Linked DNA regions of Mus musculus: all the other regions are linked to region 3. The links are chromatin contacts, called in public promoter capture Hi-C maps. All regions are on one chromosome and are shown on one strand. The core of a region is the stretch at or near the end of the contact, and the rest is flanking DNA. Distances in the headings are between cores, read along the strand shown. Region 1 holds the start of Dag1 (dystroglycan 1). Region 2 holds the start of Lamb2 (laminin, beta 2). Region 3 holds the start of Rad54l2 (RAD54 like 2 (S. cerevisiae)). Region 4 holds the start of Ccdc71 (coiled-coil domain containing 71). Region 5 holds the start of Camkv (CaM kinase-like vesicle-associated). Region 6 holds the start of Nek11 (NIMA (never in mitosis gene a)-related expressed kinase 11).

What was found. Promoter capture Hi-C pulls out the DNA fragments that hold promoters and counts their contacts.
Region 1: a promoter capture Hi-C map of pre-B cells shows a contact between it and region 3, with 2.1 times the contacts expected there. The contact joins the promoter of Dag1 here to the promoter of Rad54l2 in region 3.
Region 2: a contact with region 3 is called in a promoter capture Hi-C map of pre-B cells, with 3 times the contacts expected there. The contact joins the promoter of Lamb2 here to the promoter of Rad54l2 in region 3. A contact is called at or near these places in 4 of 39 promoter capture datasets (the 3T3-L1 cell line, hippocampal neurons and pre-B cells).
Region 4: a promoter capture Hi-C map of pre-B cells shows a contact between it and region 3, with 4 times the contacts expected there. The contact joins the promoter of Ccdc71 here to the promoter of Rad54l2 in region 3.
Region 5: a promoter capture Hi-C map of pre-B cells shows a contact between it and region 3, with 2.3 times the contacts expected there. The contact joins the promoter of Camkv here to the promoter of Rad54l2 in region 3. A contact is called at or near these places in 2 of 39 promoter capture datasets (pre-B cells and stem cell-derived epiblast-like cells).
Region 6: a promoter capture Hi-C map of pre-B cells shows a contact between it and region 3, with 2.8 times the contacts expected there. The contact joins the promoter of Nek11 here to the promoter of Rad54l2 in region 3. A contact is called at or near these places in 2 of 39 promoter capture datasets (liver and pre-B cells).

The regions. Positions count from the first base shown.
Region 1 is chr9:108,262,205-108,265,570 of GRCm38.p6, forward strand. It overlaps Dag1 (dystroglycan 1), which reads right to left and starts at 1,611. Exons shown (of 4, transcript NM_001276482.1): 1 at 1,421-1,611.
Region 2 is chr9:108,477,755-108,481,185 of GRCm38.p6, forward strand. Lamb2 (laminin, beta 2) reads left to right here and starts at 2,108. Exons shown (of 33, transcript NM_008483.3): 1 at 2,108-2,220; 2 at 2,304-2,389; 3 at 2,524-2,696; 4 at 2,784-2,919; 5 at 3,002-3,075. The coding sequence starts at 2,305.
Region 3 is chr9:106,787,598-106,790,774 of GRCm38.p6, forward strand. It overlaps Rad54l2 (RAD54 like 2 (S. cerevisiae)), which reads right to left and starts at 1,616. Exons shown (of 22, transcript NM_030730.2): 1 at 1,383-1,616.
Region 4 is chr9:108,458,610-108,461,891 of GRCm38.p6, forward strand. It overlaps Ccdc71 (coiled-coil domain containing 71), which reads left to right and starts at 1,944. Exons shown (of 2, transcript NM_133744.5): 1 at 1,944-2,008. Gm51295 (predicted gene, 51295) reads left to right here and starts at 485; the gene lies at 485-551. It also overlaps a transcript of Klhdc8b not described here.
Region 5 is chr9:107,934,104-107,937,247 of GRCm38.p6, forward strand. Camkv (CaM kinase-like vesicle-associated) reads left to right here and starts at 1,817. Exons shown (of 11, transcript NM_145621.2): 1 at 1,817-1,948.
Region 6 is chr9:105,393,679-105,396,910 of GRCm38.p6, forward strand. It overlaps Nek11 (NIMA (never in mitosis gene a)-related expressed kinase 11), which reads right to left and starts at 1,609. Exons shown (of 16, transcript NM_172461.3): 1 at 1,518-1,609. Aste1 (asteroid homolog 1) reads left to right here and starts at 1,684. Exons shown (of 5, transcript NM_025651.5): 1 at 1,684-1,987; 2 at 2,867-3,232. The coding sequence starts at 2,885.

The DNA.
Region 1 (3,366 bases), core at 361-2,860, 1.5 Mb after region 3:
GTTCTGATTCTCATTCACTGAACCCAAAATCAGTTAAGGACAAAGCAAGATGTATTACATGGGCCCCCAAGTCCTACCCAGAAGTCCCCAGGGAGTAAAGTCAAACATTTACTAAATGAATGCATCTTGTCAAATCAGGTTTTTTAGAATGATGAGGACTTGTCCGGTGACAATTTCAACAGAGGTACATATCAACAATGCTTGCACATTCCCACCCGGTGCTGCCTGCATAGTGCTACTTACTCCTACCTTCACACAGGATCCCACACGCCTTGCAACTAACTCCCTAGTGAGATCTGATTTCTCCAATAGCCCCTATGTCCTTTAAGCACGCTGACCATGTCCTTGACTTCAAGGCAAAAAGAACTTCAATTCTCCATATTTAAACCATCGATCTGTACAACCCGTTACCGTGGAATTCTTTTTCTAAACTAGAACATTCTGAAAGTATGTCTCTTGCTCATTAAGCACAATATATACTAATATGATTGCAACACCCCATCTCCATCAGATTCCAAAACATCTGGAAGCACACCCAACTCTAGCTGGAGTTATGTTCTATAAACACCACCCTCACTTCACGAGTCTGGCTTCCACGCCAAGAACTACTTCTACTCGCTTATTTAGGGAAACAGCAGGCTGGACTCTCAAGTTAGACCTCTAGGCTATAAAGGTACTGTCCCAGACTAGGCGGACCAGTCAAAACTTCGTCATCACCACGAAAACTAATCTTGATGTAATTCAACTTAACAAAAGCTTCTCAAATTGTAGAGATTAAGAGGTGTGTTTTTAATTGCCCGTTGAGTTTGTCAATAAATGAACTTGGGAGTTATAGCAAAGGACTCTGAGTCAACATGGTGTTCCCTCTGGGAACATTTTCCAAATATACTCGCAAGTGAACCTGATTTCCCAAATACCCACTGCAAAGGTAGTAAAGGAGTCTCCCACAGAAGCGCAACCGAGGGGGAGGAAAGAACCCCAAGACTCGGAGCAGCTCAAAGCAAGAGGCGGGGGCGGCGCCCTTCCCAGCCTCTGGCAGGAGCCCCACAGTAGAGATGCCTCCTAACTGGGCCGCGACCCCCACTGGCAACCCGGAGGCAGCCCGCAGGCCGCACACGCCCGCGGCCGATGCACAGGCCCCGCGTTCCCGGGAGCGCGGGCCGGGGCCGAGGCCTGGCCCGTCGCCGCGGCGCGCAGCTCCGGCCTCAGCCTTCAGCTACCGGACGGAGAGCCGAGGGGCGGCTCCGCACGGACGGCGGCGGCGCCGCCTCCTCACCCGCAAGGACGTCCGTGGCCGTGTCCCCGCCCCGGGCCGAAAGGGAGCAGCAGCAGGTGTTCCGCGGAAGGCTCGGTCGGCTGCAGCGGGGATCCCGGCCCCAGCAGGCAGGCACCGGGAGGCAGAGGCGGGAGGCGCACTCACCCAGCACCACGGGCAGGCCGCGGCAGGTGTTCGCTCCTCCGGGCCCAGGGACACCGCCGCCACTCCCCGGGGACTCCGCGCGAAGCTACCGCCGCTGCCGCCCCCGAGCCCCAGGAGCGCGAGCGCCGCGCCGCAGCCTCCGCGCGATCACGTACCGAGCGGTGAGAGGGCGCCGAGCGCGAGGGCGGGGCGCGCGGCCGGAGCCTAGCAACCGCCTGACACGCGAGTGCCGCAGCCAATCCCACGGCCGACTCGGAGCGGCGCCGACTAGCCTTCAGCGCGCGGCCCGCTTCTGCCTGCGTCGCTAGCCCCGCAGCGCGCCGCACCCGCGCACAGGCCCCGCCCCGTCCCGCACCTCTCTGCCCATTGGCCTGTCACGCCCCCGCCCCAAAAGCCACGCCCCGACGTAGAGGCCCCGCCCCCGAAGTCGACCAAGTGGGTCCCGGGACACGCCTTAGCCAGTCCGGGTAGCTGGGAGCGCTTGCTAGCTGGGGTGGGGGAGGGGCACCTTTCCCAACTTCTCCCGAAGAATAAATCGAGGTATGGACAGGCCGGCGAACCGGTCCGGCCACAACAAGCCACCACACAGCTGCCCCCTAATTTCCTTCGAGCAAAACGCAAGCGGTATCTAAACCATTCAAACACTCAGGAAGCGCCCTCCCAATTGCAAAGGAAGAGAGGCCTTGTTACCCTCTCCTTAATATGGATGGAGAAACTAAGGCCAGATCCGGGTGGGTGGGCAGGAAGGTAACCCATTTCTTTAGTGCTGGCCATACAACAGGCTTCCCCTCCCCCTCCTTGGAAAGCTAAAATCCAATGCCTCCTCTGGAGCTCAAAATAGCTCTGACCCGCTAGCACAGGTCACTCACCCCCCGGTGGCCCACATTCTTTAGATGGGTGGTTACTGCTAGAATCTGGCCTCCCCCATTTATGGAGGGTCCTAAAGTAGTTCTTAACTCTCCTGGGCTCACCAGAGGGCCCAAACTCCAGAGACTGGAGATTTAACAAGTTACTAAACCTGACAGTGCATAATACCTGTGGAAATCAGAACTGTGGTAGGCTCTGCTCCCTTCCTAACTGACCCCACACTGCTAGAAGGAATCCATTCCTCTTTGGCCTAGGGCCAGGCTGGAGTTTCAGACACAAGCTGTTATCAGTAAACTCATTCTGAATACAGACCCGGCGGCTACTCAGCCTGGGATTCCTGCCTAAAGGACGGGCAGTTCTCTTCAGAAGAGTCTAGGAGAAAAAATTTTCAGGAAGAAATGCCCTACCTCAAATACCTGTTTGCAATTTCTCAATTCTTACGTGACTAACTCATAGAGCCTAGAAAAGGAAGAGGAACTAAAATCCAGGAGAGCAAGAGCAGGCCATCCCTTGGATGTTAATAAACTGAAGAGTTAATGGCTTCTCAGATTCTGACTTTAAGACTGTACCATTTTAGAAAGGCTGAGAATGAGCTGGCCATGGTTGCTGCCGTCTGTAATCTTTACACTCATAAAGCTGCGACTTAAGGATTGCTGTAAATTGAAGGCCAGTCAAGGTCGCATAATGAGTCTCCAGGCCAGTTTGGGCTATAGAGTGATACCTTGTCTCAAAAACTAATCAAGGGCTTCAGAGATTACTTAGACAGTAAAGACATTACTGATGACTTAAGTTGGGTCCCCACAACCCACATGGTGAAAAGAAAGAACCAACTCCAAGCACAATAAAAACATAAGATATAGGGCTGGAGAGATAGCTCAGCGGTTAAGAGCACTGACTGCTCTTCCAGAGGTCCTGAATTCAGTTCCCGGCAACCACATGGTGGCTCACAACCATCTGTAATGGGATCTGATGCCCTCTTCCGGTGTGTCTGAGGACAGCTACAGTATACTCATTTGAAATGAATAAAACTTTAAAAAACTATATTAAAAAAGCTGGGTGGTGGTAGCTTACTCCTCTGA
Region 2 (3,431 bases), core at 858-3,357, 1.7 Mb after region 3:
GCCTCCCACAGATTATATCCTATAACCTGGACATAGCAGTCATAAATTTGGAGCATTTATCAGGAATGGGCACAATGTTACTGAGCCATACAGGGAGCCCCAGGAAACTATAGCTTAGACTTGGGGATGCAGGAAGACAGAGTCCACATCTGACCCTGCCTCACCAACTCCAGGATATCCAGGCCACAGCAAGCTTCACAGACATCCAGGTCTGGAAAACATTGTTTTATGCACTAAGGCTCTGGGATATGGCTGCCCTGCAAATAGCCATTCGGATCATCCAGTGTGTCTTTGTGGCTACATGTTGACTTGTGTATGTATGTCTGTTCAGAGTGGAAGGCAGAGGTGGGTGGTCTTGATGCTATTGAGGCGTACTCACAGGGCTGAACAGACTTTCCAGGGGAACGCTAGTAAGCTGGCGAGTGTTTCACAGTTGCCTGGGCACGCAGCTCAAGTGCTACAGTGTGCCTGGCATCCATGAATCCCAAGCCTTCATCCCCTGAATATCATGCACATGTCGGGGCACACACATCTCTTACTAAAGAAGAACCAGGAGGGGTGAGTTCAAGGTTAGCCCTAGAAACAGGAGATTCTGTCTCAGAAATAAAAAACAAAACGGACAGCTGGGCATGGTGGCGCACGCCTTTAATCCCAACACTGGGGAGGCAGAGGCAGGCAGATTTCTGAGTTCAAGGCCAGCCTGGTCTACAAAGTGAGTTCCAGGACAGCCAGGGCTATACAAAGAAACCCTGTCTCGAAATAAATAAATAAATAAATAAATAAATAACCCTGTCTCTAAATAAATAAATAAATAAATATGACTCTATGATGTCCCTCATTGGCCGTCTAACCTTGAGACTAGAACTATCATGTAACTCCCTCTAATGCCCTTAGCCCCATCCTGCCCCTTTATCGAGTGATCTAAAATTCTGACCTATCACCTCTAGCATACCAGAGCTTCCCTAGATTGCTCACAGGACTCCTCTAGGTGACAGGAGAGTCTACTCTAGTGACAGGGAAAATCAGCGGATTGACTGCCCCGCCCCCATCCTCCTTTGTGAGGCGGAAAGTTTCCTCTGAACTTTCAGCTTTCCCACAGGCGCCTGCAGCTTCCAGTAATCTTTGCTTGATCTCCAGCAGTCTGTTCATAGCGGTGGCACTCAAAGCAAGCCGTACGGACCTGAACCCACCCTCTTCCCGCCTGAAGTCCCAGGGGTCTGGGTGGGGCGCGCGCCTAGTGGGTGCGCGCATTCCAACCCTCCGCTCCCGGGCTGCCAGGCGACTGGAAAGTCCGGCGTGGATAAATAGTCACAAGATTCGGATTCACTTGTTGCTGGTGGTCCAGAGTCTGTCACCCAGAACCCATCCTCTGGGTAACTGAGTAGCCACAGCCCATTTTAATCAGGAAACAGGCAACCTTTCTCGCAACCCATTTGCTGGAGTGCTTATGGACGGTCGAGTTCCTCGGAGTTCTGTTTCAGGCAGTAGTGCGTGGCCTTTCCAGTATCTCCGAGAGCTCAGTCCTAGTCTATCCTTTGGGGCGTCCTAAACCTTTCCACAGGTACAATAGAATTCTAGCTTGCACCTTTCCCATCCATCTCCCGACTGATGCTGTAACCCTGGGAGCCCCGCGGCTGATTTGTGGTTTCCATAGTGACACCAGGACAAAGGCCATAAGCTCCTTCCATCTGCCTTCCTGATACACAAAGATCACAAACCTCTCGATTTACCTCTGCCACCCGCCAACTCCACGAGCCCTCTTCCTGTCCCCTGAATGCCATGCTTGCCAGCAACCCCTGGTTCACATCGGGACTTAAGGGATCCGATGAAGATATGTGGACCAGGATGCTCTGTCTTTGAGCAGCCTACTCTAATTTCTTTTTGGATGCTCCCTTTTAGTTCCTCGAACTAAGCTGCTTCTTTGCTAAGTACACATCTGCTAAATAAACTTCAGCTTAAAAAGAAAGTGGATGAAGTAACCAAAGTCTGGTTCTTAGGATGAGGGTTGTCTGCAGCGGGCAGGGGTATGGTAGGGGGTGGGGTGCTATCCTCAGTTATAATCCTATTTTAGATCCACTCCGTGTTTTACTTCCTTCCCTTGCTTTCCAACTTTACTCAAAGTCGTCAGAGTCTCTCAGATTGTGGAGGAGTGACTGCTAGGTCCGACCCTGGACAGATTGAGGGCCTGGAGGGACACCAGCCCAGTACCCACACGGTCGGGTCAGCATCAGCCCCAAGGGAGGTGGTGGGCTTTCGTCTGTGGACTCTTTATCTCTCTTTATCTCTATTTTACTTTTCTTCAGGATGGAGTGGGCCTCAGGAGAACCAGGGAGGGGCAGGCAGGGACAGCCTTTGCCATGGGAACTTCGCTTGGGCCTACTTCTAAGTGGTGAGGGGGCCTGGTGAGGCCTAAGGTTGTGGGATGTGATGGTAGGTCCAGGGGTGGCAGGCTGTTCCCAGGGGCCCAAGGGATGGGGCTAGTCACCAGGAGTCCTGCTGAGCTGATTGACCCACTGTCCTCAGTGCTGGCTGCCACATTGGCCCAGGCCCCGTCCTTGGATGTACCTGGCTGTTCTCGAGGAAGCTGCTATCCAGCCACCGGTGACCTGTTGGTGGGCCGTGCGGACAGACTGACGGCCTCATCCACGTGTGGCTTGCATAGCCCTCAACCCTACTGTATTGTCAGTCACCTGCAGGTGCTTCTGGGGCCCCAGAGGAGAGGGCTGGGTCAGGGTGGGGTCGGCCCCAGCTAAGGTACCTATCCTACACTCCACCCAATCCAGGACGAAAAGAAGTGTTTCCTGTGTGACTCCCGACGTCCCTTCTCTGCTCGAGACAACCCAAATAGTCATCGGATCCAGAATGTAGTCACCAGCTTTGCGCCACAACGCCGGACAGCCTGGTGGCAATCGGAGAACGGTGAGCCCCTGAGTAGGTCATCAGGATGACTAGGGCTTGTAACCAGTAACCGCAGAACCTTGACCCCCTATTCCTGCTGCAGGGGTTCCAATGGTCACCATCCAACTGGACCTGGAAGCTGAGTTTCATTTCACCCACCTCATTATGACGTTCAAGGTGCCTGCGCGTCAGCGAACCCGCCTGATTTTGCTTTGCTTCTCAGTACCCCCTAACAGAGTCCTAGCTCTACAACGAAGCTTCCCTGAGCTCCTGTGTTGTGCTCTATGTGTGAAGCATGGTCACGTCCTGCATGGCTTCCATAGTTGAACACCTCTGCACATGCTCTCTTGTGCCCCATTCCTAGGCTAAGTCAGATACAGTCTCTCTGGGTCTCGTGGTATTTTAACCTGCCTGTCAGAGGTGGCTGTCCTCCCTGGTCTGATCATGGTCTGGCTTTCCTAGTCTTTCCCATGTGTCTGAGATGCTCAGCAGTGATCATGACTAAGCAGAGCTCTCCGTAACCTAGGCTGGAC
Region 3 (3,177 bases), core at 366-2,865:
ATGATAACGACAAAGATTTAGCAGATTCAATGTAATCACTTCATGGCAGTAAGAGATAATGAAACTTCATGAATTTAGGGGTCTAAAGAGCTTTGAGCAGCAGAAATTATAAAGATTTTTTTTCACATCCTCCTCTATAGTTACATATATTAAAATATACCAAAAAAAAAAAAGTTAGTGAAGCCTTTTACATTAGTTTGGGCTTAGAAGAATTGTACTGAAAGCTCCAAGAATTACAACATACTATGGGGTCTAGGTTTGTGGATCATTACAAACAATAGCCACAGTGCTAAAAACAAAATATGAGTCACAATTCAAAAAAGAGGGCAAAGGGGGAAAAAATGAACAGAGAAAAGCTTTAAAGTCAAATACCATTAAGAAATTTGTTACTTAAATGACTGCCGGCGACAGCCACCACACTGACTTTGGAGTAAGAAGGAAAGGTCCACACTGTCCTCTCCTCTAGAACAAATTCATTAAGCCCCCCCAAATACCCATTCCAGCTTCAAAGTCCAGGCATCAACAGTCAGCCACATCCGCCAGCAAGAGCAGTAATCTAACAGATCTGAGTCACACACTCCCCCGCAGTAAGAGGTCATTCTCTAGCAGGAAGCCCACTCTGCAAAGTGCTCTTGTTCTACTCCCAGACAGCCACCATGACCCACATAAAGCCAATTCTTCGACCCCAGAAGCTGCCGGCCATCTTCTCCCTCCCTCCCCAGCTCGCATCGGCCTTTTCCTAACCCAATGCAGCTAACACTACTCCTGTGACAAGTTTCCTACCTGAGAACCACTCTTAACTCGGATACATCTTAGCCGTGAAGGATCCATCTAGCTCCTAGCTCAACTCTTTTGTGCCCAACTAAGCTCGTGCCTTTCCAGGAACTACTCACCAATTACCTCAGAGAAGCTAAACTCTCCATGCCTCTTCTCCCCAAACCCGACTCAGCCTAACAAATTCTCAGACGGCCCGAGGGAGTTCAGAGACCCACACCTATGTCCACTAGGGACCAAGCCACAGGGGTCCCTAAAATTCGAACCACAATCCCTCTCCCTCAAACCACGGCACGGTTTGCCGGTGTTATAATATAACATCAGGAGCGCATAGCCACTGTAGTTCAGTCTCGGTAATTACGACTGCCTTCCTTGACAACGAAATCCCAAAATATCAAGCCACTGAAGTCCCGGGTGGATGCCAAGACCCCCTCCAAGCCTACAGTCACTGGAGTTTCCCAGGTCGGACGCAGCTCCCCCCAAGGCCCAAGCCGCCAGGAGTAGCTTGCTACCCCAGGCTGCTGCACGCCGGGGACTCTGGCCGCGTCCCCATTGTTGCGGGTCCCAGCGGCCCCGGCAGGGAGTAAGGGGACCGCAGGGGCTCTCACCTCCCGTGCCACGGATCCGGGCCGCACCGGACCGGGCTGGGCCGTAGGACCTCGCGTTCTGCCGCACCCTCTTGGACAGTGTCTGCGGCGGCGGGAGCCGGAGAAGCGGCTGAGGCGGGAAGCAGCCAGCCAGGCCCGGGCGCCGCAGGCTGGCTCTGGCCGAGGGTCGGTCTTCTCCGGCGGCGGCGCTCTCAGCCTCCGCTCGCGGTCCGCGCCAGAAAGCTTCCCCCTCCCGGCCCTCTCACCCGGCCACCCGGGCGGGAACACAAGCCACCCGCAGCAAAGTTCCGCTGTGAGTCCTGTTGTTCTTTCCCAGGGAAAGACACTAAACGGCGATTCTTGGGTGAGTAAGGTGTATTTACTACAGAGGACCTTTTCATGAATAAGTGAGACTAAAAAAATAAAATAAGAAATAAAACAAAATCGAAAACAAAAACAATCCCATGCTAGAACCTGCCTGGAACTGGTAGAGCCAACTGAATGGATTTTACTAACTACCAAAAACACACACTTATCAGTACAAATGAGCCTGAGCTCCTACACTTCTCAATTTGGTATTACGTCAAAACATACCGGGAACGAGATAGTGCGGATATGAGGTGTAAATTCGTTGAGGGTGCTGTCAAAAGTCAATGCTACTACAGCTGTAGCTTCCAACAAAAGTTGTTCTTCCTTGAATTGATGCATGCCATTGTAATTCTCGGTCTTCCTCCCTTCCTCCCTACCTGTCCGTGGTTCCTGTTGACTGCAGCTGTCTCCAGAAAACTAGCAGAGGCGACGGCCGAGTTGGGAGGGGGGAGTACTGCGGAGGGGGGATCGCACTCAAACGTAGGTTTCTCCCTGAAGTTGGAGATTGTTATGCTCCACTTTCTTATGAGCTGTATTGTTGTCTCTTTCCACTACATTACCTTGGCTCTCCACCCGCAACCCCCACCACCGCCAAAGTGAATATGAGCGAAAGATGAAAATATTGGGTATGTGGGTCTGGTTTTTTTTTTTTTTAAGTTTTTTTTGTTTGTTAGGTTCATTATTGGTTTTTGTTGTTGTTGTTTTGGTTTTTCGAGACAGGGTTTCTCAGAAATCCACCTGCCTCTACCTCTCAAGTTCTTGAATTAAAGGCATGTGGCACCAGTCCAGTTATTAGAACCATCTCTCAAATTACAAAAGTTTAAATATGTACAGATAATAGCCCTATAAATGACCAGAGGGACAAAAATGAGACCAGAGACTCTAAAGGAGCCTTACTTATTATCTCTCTTCACATAAGTGAGCTTATATGAAGAACTTATTTCTCTTTCATAACTGAGCTTGGAGTAACAGGAGCCAACAATGGCTCCCCGCCCTCCCCCACCGCCGTCCCGTTCCCCCCTCCCTCCCCGTGATAGAAGTTTCTTCTATTCTTTCCTCTCAGGAAGCCACTGTTCTGAAACATATAGATGGCTATTGATGGCTCTTCATTCAAATAAACTTAAAAGAGCTGGGCAGTGGTGGCGCACGCCTTTAATCCCAGCACTTGGGAGGCAGAGGCAGGTGGATTTCTGAGTTTGAGGCCAGCCTGGTCTACAGAGTGAGTTCCAGGACAGCCAGGGCTACATAGAGAAACCCTGTCTCAAAAAACCAACTCCCCCCCCCCAAAAGAGCTGGTCTTCCTTGCTAATAGTCAAGTGGATCTATTTTTGAAAGTTTTCTTTGTTTTCCTCGTGAAATTAAAAACGGATTAGGCTTTTTGGAAATTCAAATTGAACCTAGAAGGCAACAGTAGGAGAAGCCCTAATTTAAGGCTAGCCATTGAGAG
Region 4 (3,282 bases), core at 694-3,193, 1.7 Mb after region 3:
CCCGGCTCTGGCTTTTCAAAGTAGGACCTATTAAAGCAAATCTTTCCCAAACTGTATCTTAACCCACCTGGTCAACCAGTTGTCTCCGATAAGATGGATGTGGCTTCACCTCACCAATGACCATGGAAGATGTCAAGTAGAGAGCAAGGGATGGACCATGGAAATGCCTCAGGTGTCTTCCCACCTCAACCTCGCTGCCTCAGGTTACGCCGATGTAGAGCCAGCAGCTGTCAAGAACCAGGTCAAGTGACAGCTGTGCTCTGATGAGAGTCCCACATCAGTTGTAACACCAAGGTGTATCCCCCTTTGATAGCTAGGTTCCCTCACTTTCACCGTTCCCTCAGTAGCCATAGAGAGAAGGAACAGAGAGAGAATGGACCCAGCCTTCTTGTCCTCCATTTTGCTCTGACCTCTGGGTTTGATAATGCAAGAGAGGAATCTCCTTCTAGGGCACATTTGGCCTGCTAGAGCACATCTGGCCTGCTACTATGCCTGGAAGGCACCAAGCTCTGCCTCTTGGCAGAAGTGGCTTCTGTTTGCATAGTTATGGCTCATCCTGGTGTAGGTCCATAAGGCCCTTTTTCTCTACCAAGAGAAATGACTGGAGGTACTGACCCCAGACTGCCCGCAGATTTTGTGGTTCCTCTTGGGTACTTGGCTACCCAGAAACTGTCAGGAGTCTCCTGTCGGTGCCAAAGCTCTGAGAAGTAAACAGGCATCAAGTGAGGCCTTGGGTATTGATGGGTGGTTGATACTTATCTTTAAAGATGACAGATCCCTCTACATAGGCTGGGAAACACAGAACAGCTAAGGATCTTTCAGTCGTACAAAAGAGGAAGAAGGCTAGTATCCAGCTCCCACATGAAGCACTTCAAACACCCTTGTCTACCTACCCCAAACTCTTAGACAGGTCCAGATGCCTTCACTCCCTCATCCATGAAACCAAAGCTTTCCTGATGCCTCCTAAACTGGACTAGGAAGCATCTGACAAGGGGGTCCTTTCCTTAAAGCTGTGAAGCCAGGCATGGCAGCACATGCCACCTTTGATCCCAGGAATCCAGGGCTATGTAGGGATACACTGTCTCCAAAAAGGACAAGGTTTGGAAAATATGCTGACTGTTCATCTGAGGTCTCAGATTCCTAGAGTTAGTTTTAACCTGTGTCCTCAAATACTGCTGAGGAGAGGGCTCTGTAACTAACCATCTTGTGTTGTCTACAGGACATAGGTAGGACTGAGTTTGCAATCTCTTTGCCAACAGAGCCAACGGATTCTGGGCACTGTAACGACTGAAAAGTGTTACTTTGTGCCATTCGAGGTGCTTTGGCTGAGCCAGATCTTGGCACTCCACTGTGTATACATACCTGAGCAAGTATATTCAGGCCCACATTGATGTACTGTGACTTACAGACTGGCCATCTACAGCCCCAGGCTGCTGTGTATTACTTGTGCCTACATGTATATACCAGCTTTTCATGCAGTGTGCCAGGGTTAAGCCCATTCTCAGGAGAGGAGCGCCTGCTACTCTTTCAGGAAGTACTTGTGTGGTGAAACAAGGGGACTTTCCTGAGATAATCCCTGTCAGGCACACTCTCTTCTGATCAGGTGCCAGAGAAAGAGTAAGGTCCTGGGGTGTAGAATAGCATAGAGCTTGCCAGGAGTCACTTTGACTCCTATATTACCAGGACATTTTAGAAAAGTGGTCCTTAGTCCAATCCTGACTGGGATCCTGTGACTTTTGCCTTCTATGTGCACAGGCTCCCATACTGGATCAGATAGGTTTGGACTTGTCACCTCCGAGGCCACCCCCTCCAGGCAGCCCTCCGAAGTACTCAACCTGCTCCGCCCCCAGACTTGGGGGGGGAGGGGAGAGTTCTAGGGGTCAAGGGTCACCAGGCGGGCTAGATCCCGGAAGCGGAAGCACGGTGTACTTCCGGCGCGCAGCAGGCGGCCATGTTGGAGCGGCGGAGGCGGCGCAGAGGTGCGTCCTGGGTCCCCGCGGCGGCGCCGGTAGGTTGGAGCCGCGGGCCTAGCGGTGGTGCGGAGTGGCTGCCCATGAGGCCACAGGGCGGCAGGGCGAAGGGACTGGGTGGCCGGCCCTTCCGGGATCCTCATTTTCCCAGGGCTTGGCCGAGACACCCCACCCCTACCCAGGACCCCACCCTGGGGGTTCTGAGGATCCTGTCGGGCGACCACTGCCCACCTTACACATTTCGCCGCCGCCGTAACCCCGACTCCCCGTCGCCGTTCAGGCCCCGGGGCCTCGGTCTCCCCGCCTGAGGGCCCCGATCTGCCCCTGATCCCAGTCCGCCCGATTAGTATGCCCGCCCCCAGTCTTCTGTCAACTTCCTGTGCTGGCCCCAAAGGAATGTGTGAAGGCAAAAGTCAGCCTGGCTGCAGCCTCTGTTTACAAAGCTTCTTGAGAGCCAAGAAGCACCCTCCCTCCCATGGGCTCAGAATGACCTAGGCAAAGAGCCCCTTGGTCCCCGCCCCGTAATATGAGCGCCGGAGGTTTGGGGTGGGAGGTAGGTCGTCCCCCTCTGTCCTACAGTTCATAGCCCACCCATTCAAAACATAAATAAATAAATAAATAAATAAATGAAAGCATTAACTTGGATTGTACTTGAAGAGCATCCTCTGGGGAGGGGAAGTGCCTCAGACACCTGAGGATCCAAGAATGTTTCCAAACAAAGAGCCCCAGGGCACTTTCTCCGGGGAGTCTGAGGACTGTGTGTCTGCTTCATTAGAGCTGTGCAGAGCGGCGGCACAGACGGGCTCCTAGACTCCAGGGACCTGTCTCATCCCAGCTGATCTTTTAACGCTCCGGTGCAGCTGGGGAATTTACCTTTTGACTCGGGAAGCCCTCAGATGCTGCGTTGGAGTGCTGGGTGTAACTTCTGAGTGACAGCCATGGCTTCCTTAAGGAAGCATAGGACGATTTGAGTGGTCCCAGACAGCTGCATCTGTTGGGACCACTAACATCTAAGGTCTGTTGCCTTTTAAGCGCTACGGCTTGGCCTACCTTCCTAGTTGGAATCTTTCCCTGTCCTTTGTCGTCAAACCTTGAACTCCTTGGTCTCGTTGCCTGGTCTCTTGCTTGCCTTAGAGATGTTTGCAACTGTCTTTTTTTTTTGGGCGGGTCTGTGTCTTATATTGGGTTTGAACTCCAAGACTAGAGCTAGGAATCAGGTCACTGAGTATCCTGTCTATAGACTCTGGTAAGGAGATGAGCCACCCCCTGCACTGGAACGTTGGCAGTTGGATGAACAGTGGTGGGGTGGACA
Region 5 (3,144 bases), core at 567-3,066, 1.1 Mb after region 3:
ACATAAAGTCATCCTAGGCCAGGCGTACACTGAGCATGATCCAGACCCTTCTCTGTCCTGCTCTTCCAGCCCGATTCAGCCTCCAGCCAATATCAAGCTTTGTGTCAGACGGGAAGGGGAACCACAGCTCGAGGGACCAGTTGCTGCTTCCGTGCACATATGCCGGCAAGCACGCCTGGGTGCACACAGAGCACAGACACACACATGCCCGTGGGCATCGCTGCATACACTGTGCTGCTTCCATCTCCCTTGGTATAAGCTAGCACACATTCACGTGTATGCATATACCCTGCCACGTGCTGTCACCCACGTGCACACAGTGTGCACAGGATCAAGAAGTGGAATACTGCCAGCAGCAGGCAAAGCTTTAGGGAGCCACCCCTTCCACTGACTCTAAAGCCATAATCCAGGTTCTTGGCCCCATTCTTGGATAGATTGTGATCCTCAAGAAAGATAGAAGATGTGTTTGAGGTATGTCGGTTCTGCCAGCCATGTCTTGGCTACAACATAAACTTGGAGGCTCATTGTATTAGGGATAATAGAAAAGACTGCATGCCAGGCTTTTCCTTCCTTCTGCAAACATTAGTTGAGCATTGTGAGATTAGACATAGGCTCTGTCAAGTTTGCCAAAAGGTTCCTATCCAGTACTGGGATGGATGTTAATGGCCAAGACTCTTCGTACTCAGGGGCCCAGATACAATGATAACATGGCCTAGAGGAAGTGACCAGAGTCGGGGAAAGACATGAAGAACTCAACAACCCTTCTGGAAGAGGTTATCCAGAAACCCTGAAGCAATTTCTCTGGCAATCTTCTGGCTTCAGCCCCAAGTTCTTCACTTGTTGGGTCCCATCTGTCCTCAGCTATGGGTGGTAATGCAAATAGGCTTGCTCAACATGTGACCCTGTTCCCAGGATGGCTGGGCCGGGCAGATCACTAGCAGGGTAAGATGGAATGGAGCCTGGGTCCAGACAATGGAAAACCTAAATGTGGCCTTTATTTATTGTCTCAGGATGGTCCTCAGGACTTGATGGGCAGTGGGATGGACCTTCAGTCCTCTTGCCTCCTTGAGAAGGGACAGAAATATGGTTAAGAACTTCATTGGAAATTCCTTCCTAGTACTTCCACAATACCATAACCTAGCCCAGGTCACCTGGGTCATGTTGCTTAGGAAATGTTTAAGGATTATTACAAAGAGAAGAAAGCAGACCCCATGCTACATCATAGGTGACTTTTAGTTTGGGAAATTCAGAACTATACAGAGGGGACTGACTGAGCCAGCCATGAGGCTGGTAATTTAGTTGGGAAAGATTTTGGCTTCACAGGAGTTGGATGTAGGATGGTCTGAGGGCCTCACTGTCTTGTCATTTCCAAATTGATCACAATTGCACACATAGTCCTGTGTGTTTATTCCTGTCTAGGAGGTGCTCCAGGGACTGCCCATGTGGTTCTAAGTAGATCCAACCCTTTGGATCAGGGTTGGGGAACTGGGCAGGGCCCTGGTCTCCTGCAAACTACTTCTAGCCAGGAGACTCCTGTGCAGTTCCAGGACTCAGGTTCTTCTCCAAGTCCTCACTCCTAACTCCTTACTTCGGGATTAGGAAGGGCCCCTTCGCCTCCTGTTGCTGGGTTTTGAGTCTGATGGCCTAAGTGAGCCTAGCAGGTGTTCGCCGCCAACCTGCATGCGCCCTCCCTCGAGTGGGATTCCAGTCTCCGGGTCTGCCAGGGTGGGGGCGGGCCGGGCGAGGAGGCCCCGCCCCCAGCCCGCCCCCGGCCCGGGGTGCGAATCCGCTGCCAGAGAGCGACTGGCGATGCTGGAGGTTCTGGAGTCGAAGCGGCTGCAGCTGGCGCCGCGTCTGCCCCGCGTGCCCGGAGCGGATTCTGCCCGCCGCCCCCGGAGCCCTGCTGAGCGGGTTATCGCTTCCTGCCTGTGACCGACCAGCTTTGCAGGTGCGGAGCAGGGAGGGCTGGGCCGGTGGGGAGGGCGCCTCCTGGATGCACGTTGGGGGGCCTTGGGAGATTGTTTCCCTGGTTAGAGAATCCCCGCGCAGGATGCGCGCGATCACCGCGAGGACTCTGGGGGTCCCAAGCAGGGGCACAGCGCACCGTTTCTGCAGATGCGAGGTGGGGTGGCGTGCGGGGTTGGGCTAAAGTTCCCCATTACCTCTGACGGCTTGGGAGGGTCCCAGAGAAAGCCTCTGCAGCTCCGAATTGTAAAAAACATAAACCCTCGAAGATTCGTGGTGCCCCTTATAGGGGTAAAGGGCCAAGGGCCGAGCGGTCCATCCTCGCTCCTAGAGCGGTCTTCAGCCCCTCCCCAACTGCCCCTGGGGGCCCCCTCCCTCTGGTTTGGCAGTCACTAATTTCCATGACAACGGAGAGTTCTTTATGGGCGACAATCCGGAGGGGGCTGGGCGGGGCTGCTGCGGGGCTGGGGGAGGAGGTTCTAAGCCCGAGTGGACTATTGGCCCCCAAGCTAAGTTCAGGCTTCCAAGCCTTCTGAGGGTCTTTTGTCAAGGGAGGTGGGGGCGCAGCGCACTGACACACGTGCGAGGTGGGGGTGCGGGGCGCACATGTTTCTGCTGGGAGGTGCGGGGCTTGCTGCTCACACGTGTGCCTCCCGCATGTGTGTTGCTGTGCCAGCGGGGGCGAGCCAGCAGCACTGGGGAAGGGGGTCAGAGTGGTACCATGGTGAAGAGCAGGGACTCTGCCTGGAGTCGCAGGGGACAATTAAAGCGTTAGCCTCTCTGTCTTTTTCAGCTTGCTATTGCTTGACAGGAGACCCTGGGCTTTTGAGCCCCAGCCCCATGAAGGGCTGCCAACTGCTCCCCGACCCCAAACCTGTTCTAGCAGGTTCCTTCCTAGAGAACAGGGCCCCCTTTTCCTCACCAAAAGCTCCTAGCTGGTCTATACGACTCTAGTGGGTCTTTTGCACACCAGCCTCCAAACACAGGCTCAGGCTTTGGGGCCCCCAGGACCACCTTTGCAGAAGTAGGCTGGCTTCCCCTCCCCCTCTGAGTTGATTACTGGCAGATTCAGTGACTTCTGAGCCTCCCTTTCCTAACTTGGAAATTAGTATCTCCATTCCCTTCATAGCCAGGATGGGACAGAGGTCTCCCTTTTTTTCCCCTCATTTAGTGTGGATC
Region 6 (3,232 bases), core at 359-2,858, 1.4 Mb before region 3:
ACTTTAAATCACAGTTTTGGGGTGTCTGTTTGCTAGACTAGCTATGTGGAAGGATATCAATTCAGTGCCCCCCCCCCATCTTAAGCAAGATCTGATTCCATTTCTATTGTACACACTGGGTACAGAGCTATCTCCTGGATTAGAAGTAAGGACATGCACCTCAGACCTAAGACTGCGTTTTAAAGCTAGCTGACTCTAAGTGTAGTACAGGTGAAGCCACAGTTCCTGAGGGAGCTATGAAATGTTATGAATGGCAGAACTGTCCCATGAGAAAGTATTCCACAAAACACACTCTTACTCCATTCCATCAAAGTGTTGAATGTTTTATTGAAAACTGTGCTTTTGTTTAAAATCTACATGAAAATAGGACTTTACGCTGAATACTATGTACACCTTGGCATTAGGTTTTCATATTCAGCAATTCTAAAACAACGAGAAAAAAATAGTGTTATAGTGTTGACCTGTGGGCTCAACATTTACCACAAAACCTACAAGGACACTCAAACAGAAAAAAAAAAACTGCAAAACATAAAACCTATTTGTAATTTTGTCTTCTTTAAATAATGTACTAATCTGTGGTTTGATCTAGTCCCAGTGAGAGCAATGCCCCTCTCCTCAAGGAAACGTTACTAAAATCTGCAGAATCTAAAGAATAGGTCCTAAAAGGTACCTTCTGTTTGCTTCTTTGACTGGCATAAAAGTGGTGATTTCTAGATAAACTAGGCTGTTCAAAAAAAAAAAATGGCCTCTCTGTCGCCTTTCAGATCACTAATAATAATTCTCAATGTGGAGAGGCGATTAAAGTCCCCACTTAGTAAAGAGCTGAACTCAAGATGGAGGACCAAAGCTTCTATTTGTAATGGAGTAATAAACCCAGCAGTGTGTGAGCAGCCTCTCCAGGCTCATCACACAGAATCAGCTCTGTCGCCCTCATCTCAGTTGGTATCCATGGAATGTACACACACTGCAGGCTGGATCTGAACCTAGGGCAGAGGATGAACTTGGGTGCTAGGGACACAGGTTATGCTTGTATCCCTGGGGCCTAGCTAACAGCTGACATACAGTTGTTAGCAAACGTTTGGAGAGCGAAGAAAGATCCAGCATACCAAATGTGACCCAAAGACAAGTAAAGGAAAGAAAACATAATAGGAACTAGAAGAAAGCTGAGAGACGCCCACTTTGTGCTAACCATCCCTGGGGTACCCATCCCGCTGGGGCAGGTAAAGAGAAAGTCAAGTGTTTACCGATGGTAAGAACTGAGTGGTTTATGTCCATGTCAAAAAACCCAAAAAACTAGGAAGCTGTTTTGACCTGAGGTTCTGCTAACTAAATCTGACCTGAGAAGTAAACTCTAACCCTGAGGTAAAACGAAAAAACTTGTCTCTTCAACAAATAAACCTTAAGTTTTTCGCGGAGCGCGTGAATGTATATCGAGGAGCAGGGCGCTTAGTCTCCCGAAGGGGAATGCGGTCCAGGGGCTGTGGGACCCGGCTGCCCGAGAGATCCACTTTCATTACCTTTACAGGTCCCCAGCCTGCGGCGCCCGGCCAAGCCTCCGTCAGCCTAGAGCTCGCTGCCTCGGAGGGCGTGGTTGTTTAACATCGTCGCCACGGAGACGGCGCGGGGGCTGCTGGGAAGTCGACGTTCCGGCGTCCAATCCAACGGAAGCGCGCCGGACCCTTCGAGGCGTGGCGAAGCGAGCAGGGTGAGGAGGCGGCCGCAAGTGTGAGAGGAATGGCTCAACCTCTCACACCAAGTTCCCACCACCCGGCCCGAAAGCATTTTCTCCTCCAGGGAGAGCCCTCAGCTTCTCGGAGCCAGGCTTCCCAGTGACGTCGTTCGCAGCACTTCCTGTTTCCGCTCGCGGTCTTCCACGCACCCGCGGGTCTGCCGTTTCTCCCCGGGATCCTACCTGCTGCTGCTGGTGAAGTGAGCCGGCGGTCGGGCGGAAGCAGCCGGCGGATCCGGAGGGCAGGAGCAGGTTGAGGTAGGAAGATTGGTGGTTGAGGAATTAGATCCTACCTTTTCCTGCCCTTTGCTTGCATTCCTTGAGCTACTTCGCTCAAGGTCAAGTCATTAGTTTACAGTGAGTTCGCAGAAACCACATGACAAACCGGGAAAGACATGACGATTCAGAATTAAAAAGTGTTGAGATGTTGGCCGAGGTGGATCTGAGGTGAGATAAAAAATCAAGTGCAATAATGTAAGCTGATACCAAAGGCAAAAAATTCAGGAGGATGCATTTTTTTATGTGGTAGCCCCACAAAAATCAAAATGCAAAAATTCCAAGGTTGGCAAAACTTTCACGATTTTAAACACGGGCAAGGCTGGCAATAGCATCGTGCTAAGCGATATTTGAAGCCAGAGGCGAGGGGGGAAACCAGTAATACTAATCCTATGAGTTGTTAGCCAGATAGGCCATTAGTAAGGGGGTGTAAGAATCCAGTTGAGGTTGAAATTGTATACTTGGGATCCTAGAAGCATAAAGCTGTGTTTTTCCTTAGCTCAAACTACTCTCCAATGTACCCTACACTCAAGACCTGTAACAAGGGTCTAGTTATCCATAAGGAAAAAAAAAATTGGCTCATTATGTGTCTTATGCTGGGTTGTCATTTTTATAGCTTAGGACTTTTGGCCTTGACCCTCACAAAACAGATTTCTTCCTTTATCTCTATATGGGCTGCCATGAGGTGGTGTGGCCTAGATATAAGTTCTGTCTTCCACCTCCAATAATCCAATCAAGCAAAGTTCCTCAACAGCGTATCCTGCAGTTTGGGTCTTGATTGATTCTAGATATACTCAGATTGACAACCAAGAATAGCCATCAAAAAGACCAGCAATTGATTTTTTTTGTTTGTTTCAACAGGGATTTCTGTCGATCATCATGGGTATTCGGGGACTAATGAGCTTTGTGGAAGATTATAGTAATGAATTCTTCGTTGATTTGAAATTGCGGAACACAAAACTTATCATTGATGGCTATTCTCTCTTCCACCGACTTTGCTTCAATTCTGACTTGGAGCTCAGGTATGGAGGAGACTATGATTTATTCGCAGATGTTGTACAGAAATTCTTTGAATCACTGTTTGTGTGTCATATTTGTCCGTATGTTGTATTAGATGGAGGATGTGACATTTCAGATAAAAAGCTGACAACTTTGAAGGATCGAGCAAAAGAGAAGATCCAAGCAGCCCGTTCCCTTTCTCTTGGTGGGGGTGGGAATGTGTGCCCC